Regions from separate parts of the Mus musculus genome. Here region 1 is linked to region 2. Evidence: chromatin contacts called from public Hi-C data. All regions are on one chromosome and are shown on one strand. The core of a region is the stretch at or near the end of the contact, and the rest is flanking DNA. Distances in the headings are between cores, read along the strand shown. Region 1 has its middle 36 kb from the start of 4921525O09Rik. Region 2 has its middle 74 kb from the start of Gadd45g.

Evidence for each region. Hi-C and Micro-C count contacts between places; a contact is called where the count stands out from the background.
Region 1: a Hi-C map of bone marrow-derived macrophages shows a contact between it and region 2, with 32 read pairs. The contact joins two enhancer-like sites. A contact is called at or near these places in 2 of 484 Hi-C or Micro-C datasets (bone marrow-derived macrophages and nephron progenitors), 1 of 115 datasets of contacts at active chromatin or transcription factors (a beta-TC-6 cell line) and 1 of 9 other capture datasets (embryonic trunk).

Annotation. Positions count from the first base shown.
Region 1 is chr13:52,131,873-52,134,572 of GRCm38.p6, reverse strand. No RefSeq gene overlaps it. Among named protein-coding and RNA genes, the nearest start is that of 4921525O09Rik, 36 kb to the right of the region's middle. Within about 2 kb of position 1,367, at least 6 of the 459 cell types and tissues checked have an H3K27ac peak or open chromatin away from gene starts, as enhancers often do.
Region 2 is chr13:51,919,557-51,922,256 of GRCm38.p6, reverse strand. No RefSeq gene overlaps it. Among named protein-coding and RNA genes, the nearest start is that of Gadd45g, 74 kb to the right of the region's middle. RefSeq lists an enhancer at 125-2,344. Within about 2 kb of position 1,351, at least 78 of the 459 cell types and tissues checked have an H3K27ac peak or open chromatin away from gene starts, as enhancers often do.

The DNA.
Region 1 (2,700 bases), core at 118-2,617, 210 kb before region 2:
AGTCAGGGAATGAAGTTCAGCAGTCTATAAAAGGCAGAGAAGTGGGTTGTGCCCTAAAGCCTTGTCCTGCTGATGACTTGGCATCAGCACAGTGAGAATGCTTCAGAATGCCAGCCTTAAGAACTGTATGAGATTAAATCTGTGCTAGGTTAAGGCATCCATGCATGACTTACTACAATGGCATCAGGAAACCAATTCAGAAGAGGGGACTAAAACTATTTTTATATTTATATATAAATGCCTATAAGCAAATAAGGCATGAAGACTGTATAATACGATCTTGGGGATTTTCAGCAAAGATAAGTAAGAGCTGGTTGCTTGAAGGAAATCAGGTTTAAAATAAATTTGTGAGTGTGTAAAAAAATAAAAATAAAAAGAGTTGCCTTGGTCATGGTGTCTGTTCACACCGGTAAAACCCTAAGTCCATCAACTGTGACTGGAGCTACGGGGCCTGTCAGGCATCATTCTTCAGGCAGCACTAAGAATTTATAGAATGCTTGTCTTAGAGGGTGGCTGTATCCAAGGCCTCTGCCCAAGTTTATATGTCTGTCACTTGTAATATCTGGGCTCATTCTAGGGTAGTGCCTCTGGCCAGAGGGCAAGGGCTCAGCCCTTTCCTTCCTAGGCTCCAGTTCCCTCCCTCACCAGCTTAACCATTTGGTCCTCTCCCTGAGGTGACACAGGGCCAGGCTTTCCAGAATCAGCTAGAGTTCTGAGAAGCTAGGACACCACTGAGGTAACATGTCACTCACATCCATGTGAGTCTCCAACCAGAGAAAGATGAGACTCACAGAGCTCTTCCTGCCCTGTCTGGACACCAGCTTCTGGATACCAGACTGGCTCCCTGGCAGCCCTGCTTGAGACTTCAACAGAGCTCCTTCACATCGGGGGGTAACTCTTACTTGGTCTCTTTTGAAAGACAGCAAGAGAAGGAGAAGTTGAGAACCAGAAGGAAAAGGGCAGAGAGGCAGCTGTGTGAGAGGGATGGGGGAAGGGATTGTTGAAAGCTGAAGCTAAATCCCAGACGAGTATAGGGAAAAACATTGTAATAGAACGGGGACAGAGAACTTAATTTCCCTCCCTCCCTCCCTCTCTAAATAGGTTTATAGTTGACACAGCATGAAACTCATCCTTTTAAAGATCACGGTCCAGTGGTTTTTAGTGTGTTTACAAAGCTGTGTGACTCTGGCTTCACTCTAATTTTAGAACCTTTCCACCACCCTTCTGCCCTACCCCACAAGGAAATTTGCCCCTGAATGGTCCCATCTGCCCACCCCCAAGGTCAAGCAATTGTCAATCATCATCTCTGAATTTACCTACTCAGGATGTTCCTGGAAAAGGATCCTGCATCTGTGGCCCTGTGATACACCAGAGTCTTTCCCATTGGCCAGGATGAATAATGCTTTATTGATCTTCCCTCACTGGCCCTTGTGTGCACAGCTGTTTGGTTCCCCACATGAAGCACTTCTGGTAGGGTTGCTGAGTTGGAGGCTGACTCTGTTTGAGGTTCTGAGAAAGTCCCATCTGTTCTCCAAAGTGTGGAAAGAAGTGTCTGAGGCATGTCTGGGATCCTGGTGAGATGTGACTGGTACTCTCCATGTTAAAAAGCACTGACGTGAGCAGAGTCATCATATTCAGAGGCTAGGACACATCCTGTAGGTCCCTTGAGAAATAGAAATAACTTCCACAAGGAAATTTGCACACATAAGTTCCCAGTAGCTTTGATCATGATAAACAAAAAGAAGAAGCAACCCAAATGTCTATGAGCCAAACAACAGATAAGTATCCGGTGATATGTCTGCATGAAGAATAGTTGTCTGGCCGTTGAAAGAAATGAAGCACCATTACTTAATGTAATGCAAATAATTGAAAAATGGGATAAAGGAAAGAGGACCGTGACCAAAACCCACAAGCTATCCAACTCTACCATGAGATGGTTCCGGAACAGCAAATGTGTGGAAAAAGAGGTGGAGCCATGATCACTCAAGACTGAGGGATGGAGATGATGTAACATGGAAAATAATGGTGACTTAACAGTTATACTCACCAGCAGAGGGGGTGGGGGACAGAGAGGGTACAACATTTGCCCCCTGTGGTAGTTTGAATACGATGGCTCCCATAGGCTCATTTGTTTGAATACATGATCTTCAGTTAGCAGAACTGTTTGGGAAGGATTAGGAGGTGTGGCCTTTTTGGAGGAGGTGTGTCTCAGTCACATGTTCTATTTCTGTAAAGAAACACTATGATCAGTGCAACTTATAAGAGAAATCATTTAACTGGAGGCTTGCTTATAGTTCCAGAGGTTTAATCCACTGTCATCATAGCCAGAAGTCCAGATGCACAGCAGCATGCAGGTAGTCACTGGAGCAGTAGTTGAGAGCTACATCCTGATCCATGAGCAGAGAAAGAAACTCTGGGATTGGCATGGGCTTTTGAAACCTCAAAACTCACCCTCCAGTAACATACTTCCTAATCCTTTTAATCCTTTCAAATAAAGTACTGCTCCCTGGTGACTAAGCTTTCAAATTTCAGTTGATCATGGCCATTCTTATTTAAACCAGGACAAGGTAAATCACTGGGGCCTGGCTTTGAGGTTTCAAAAGCCTGTGCCAGGCTGGGTCTCTCTCTTTCTCTCTCTGAAACATTCAGATCAGATGTCAGCTCTCAGCTACATCATGCTTGCCTGTGTGTTACCATGCT
Region 2 (2,700 bases), core at 102-2,601:
GATAAGAGCACCAGTAAGTAGTAGAACCCTTGCCTAGCATGTACAGGGCCCTGAGTTCCTACCCCAGCACCACAGAAAAATCAATTATCTAATTAATTGATTAAAATAAAATATATGGAAAGCTATGCACAGAGACACGCAGATATCATTTTATATAGAGGTGGACTTGGGTATGTGAGAGGATCCTTGAGTGATCATGGGCGGGAGATGGCCACATAGTGAGGTATGTCTCTCCCCGCCCCCCCCCCTCCACCTGAGCTGAGAAGCAATTAGAGGCCCACAGGTTATACCCTTTCTCTTAAGTTCTTGCAAGTATTTATTGAGACACCCACAGCCATAGAGACCTGGATGCTGACACAGTGCCCACCACCTCCAACCTTCGTGTCTTGCTCAGATTTCACCGTCAAAGGAGCAGGGATATTGTGAGCAGAGCCATTAGGTTGCCTCTATCTATCTAGTGCATTCCCTAGCCCCTCTGTCTTCCAGGATCTTGGCATCTTGGGGAGCACAGGCTAAGTGAGTTTGGCATCTCTGTTCTAAAGGTCAGTGCCAGCCCATGCCTTTGGACAAGGATGCTCTCAGAGGCAAAGCTCGGGGCACGTGCAAACCCAAGCTTCCGCTGCCAGGCACCTCTGCTTCAGACTCCAATGACCCTTGACCTCAGACTCCAATGGGGTCTAGCCAGGGCTGTCTCTCCAACAGGTTAATCTCAGCTCTCCACAGTGGCCAGGGGGGGGGGGGAGTCTGACATGCTCAGCCATTGTGGGGTGGGGGGAGGAAGGAGGGAGGAGAGTCTGACATGCTCGGCCATTCAGACAGAGTGCTCTGTCCAGGTGAAACTACAGGATGCTCCAAAGCTGGCTGCCTCCTGCTGGCAGGCACCTGGTTTCTTCAAGGTCATGAAATCTATTTGCTTTAGCCCAGGGCATCAGTTAATAGCCACACTGGGGCCATGCTTGAACTGCCCACTTGGAAGTCAGGGGCAACCACCACCTCTGCGGAGTGTGGCAGTGGAGCTTGGCTCCTGCACCCCAGTGTGGCCATGATTGTTATGTAAACACAGAGCCCAGCTCCGGGGTGGCTCGCCCATCTGCTCCTCCGCACACTCTTTCTGCACTAATCATGTTCCACCCTCTTAGGTGAAAACTTGGAAAACGGACAGGGCTCTCAATCTCCTTTTCATTTCTAAAAGGGGCCATTTCAGCTAAGCCTGCCTCCCCATTCTTCTCCAGGGTTTGTGTTTGTGAAAAGACCCGTCTCAAATTTCTGGAGCAGGAGCAGCTGCTCCAGGCCTCTTTTCACTGGGCCCTGTCTCCCCCAACCTCGCCCCTCCCGCTCCCCTCCTTTTGTCTCTGTCAAAGCCAGCCCCCCACCCCCATCCTGACCCCTAGCCAACTCAGAGCCTTCTCCTTTGTCAGCCTCCCAGACGAGTTTCACCCTAAATCAAGCATTGTTTGGGCTCCTGGGGCCAGCACGTGCCCCACACCCCCTAATCTTTTAATTTCACCCCAGGAGAAGGCAGCTGTTACTGATATACGCAGTGCACAGCTGTTGGCTGGGCCTGCTGCTGACTCCTGGAACAATGAAAAGAAGTTCAAGCTGTCAGGACAGAAGCTTCCCTTCCCCCGCCCCTTCTTCTCCTTCTCCTTCTCCTTCTTCTCGTTCTTCCTCCTCCATCAACAGCTGGAAGCACATGCTATGAAATGGCGCCCTACAGCCACAGTGCGTGCCCCTCCTAAAAGTCAGGTTTTGTGTGTGCCCAATCATGAACGTCACCGCACCCTTCTCGGTTTACATTCGTGCTCACTTCAGAAGCAATCTCTCCGCTTCAAAGATCCCTGGCATGTGGCACATGCTACCACAGTGTTCATTGGATAAATTACAGGGTGAGTTCCATATGAGCCGAAGAGACCCCACACTGGCTCTGGGCACCAGTGTGTGCCCACCTGGGGTTCCTGGAGCCTGAGACACTGGGGTGTGAAGGCGACAGGATTGCTGGAGGAATGGAAGGCTTCCTAGGAGCCTGCAGAAAGTCTGGAGACATCTAAGAGTTCCGCAGGGCGTGAATAACCAGAACTCAAGGGAATGCCCTAGAAACACACATTAGGCAGGTCAGGGTCAAGGTTAGCCTAGCTTGGGAGAAAGGAGGCTGAGGCATGATGGGGCTGAGTGTACCTGCCAGGCTGGGAGAACTTGATTATAATACTTCCCCCACCCTAGTCCTCCCACCTGCACCCCAACAATCCTGGGGCACAAAGATTTGGGAGACCAGTGTTACACTGTGTAGCAAGAGGCTCACCCAGAGTGGTAAGTCACCTTTTCATGGCCAAGACACCTTCAACCTGGGAATCCCTGGCCAGGGAGGCTGCCCAGCAAACTGCTCTGGGTCGTCTTGCAAGAGTGCTGGAAGGTTGGTTCGCTGTCTACAGGGATCAGCGCAGCCACCGGGCTCAGCAATACAGCCAGAGTGGCATGGCAAACTGTAGTTTTGACTGCAATAAATGTTCATGCCCTGGGGTGGCTCAGGGCTACCGTATAGGATTTAACTATTGATTTAACTATTCCTAAAACAACCAGCACGTGCAGAATCTTAAGGTTCCCAGGGCGGCTCTGATGAGCAGCTAAGTCAGGCTCCCCTGCTGAGACTTCCCGTCCTACATCTGGGTTCCATTGTGCATTCGGAAGCATCTGGGTCATTCA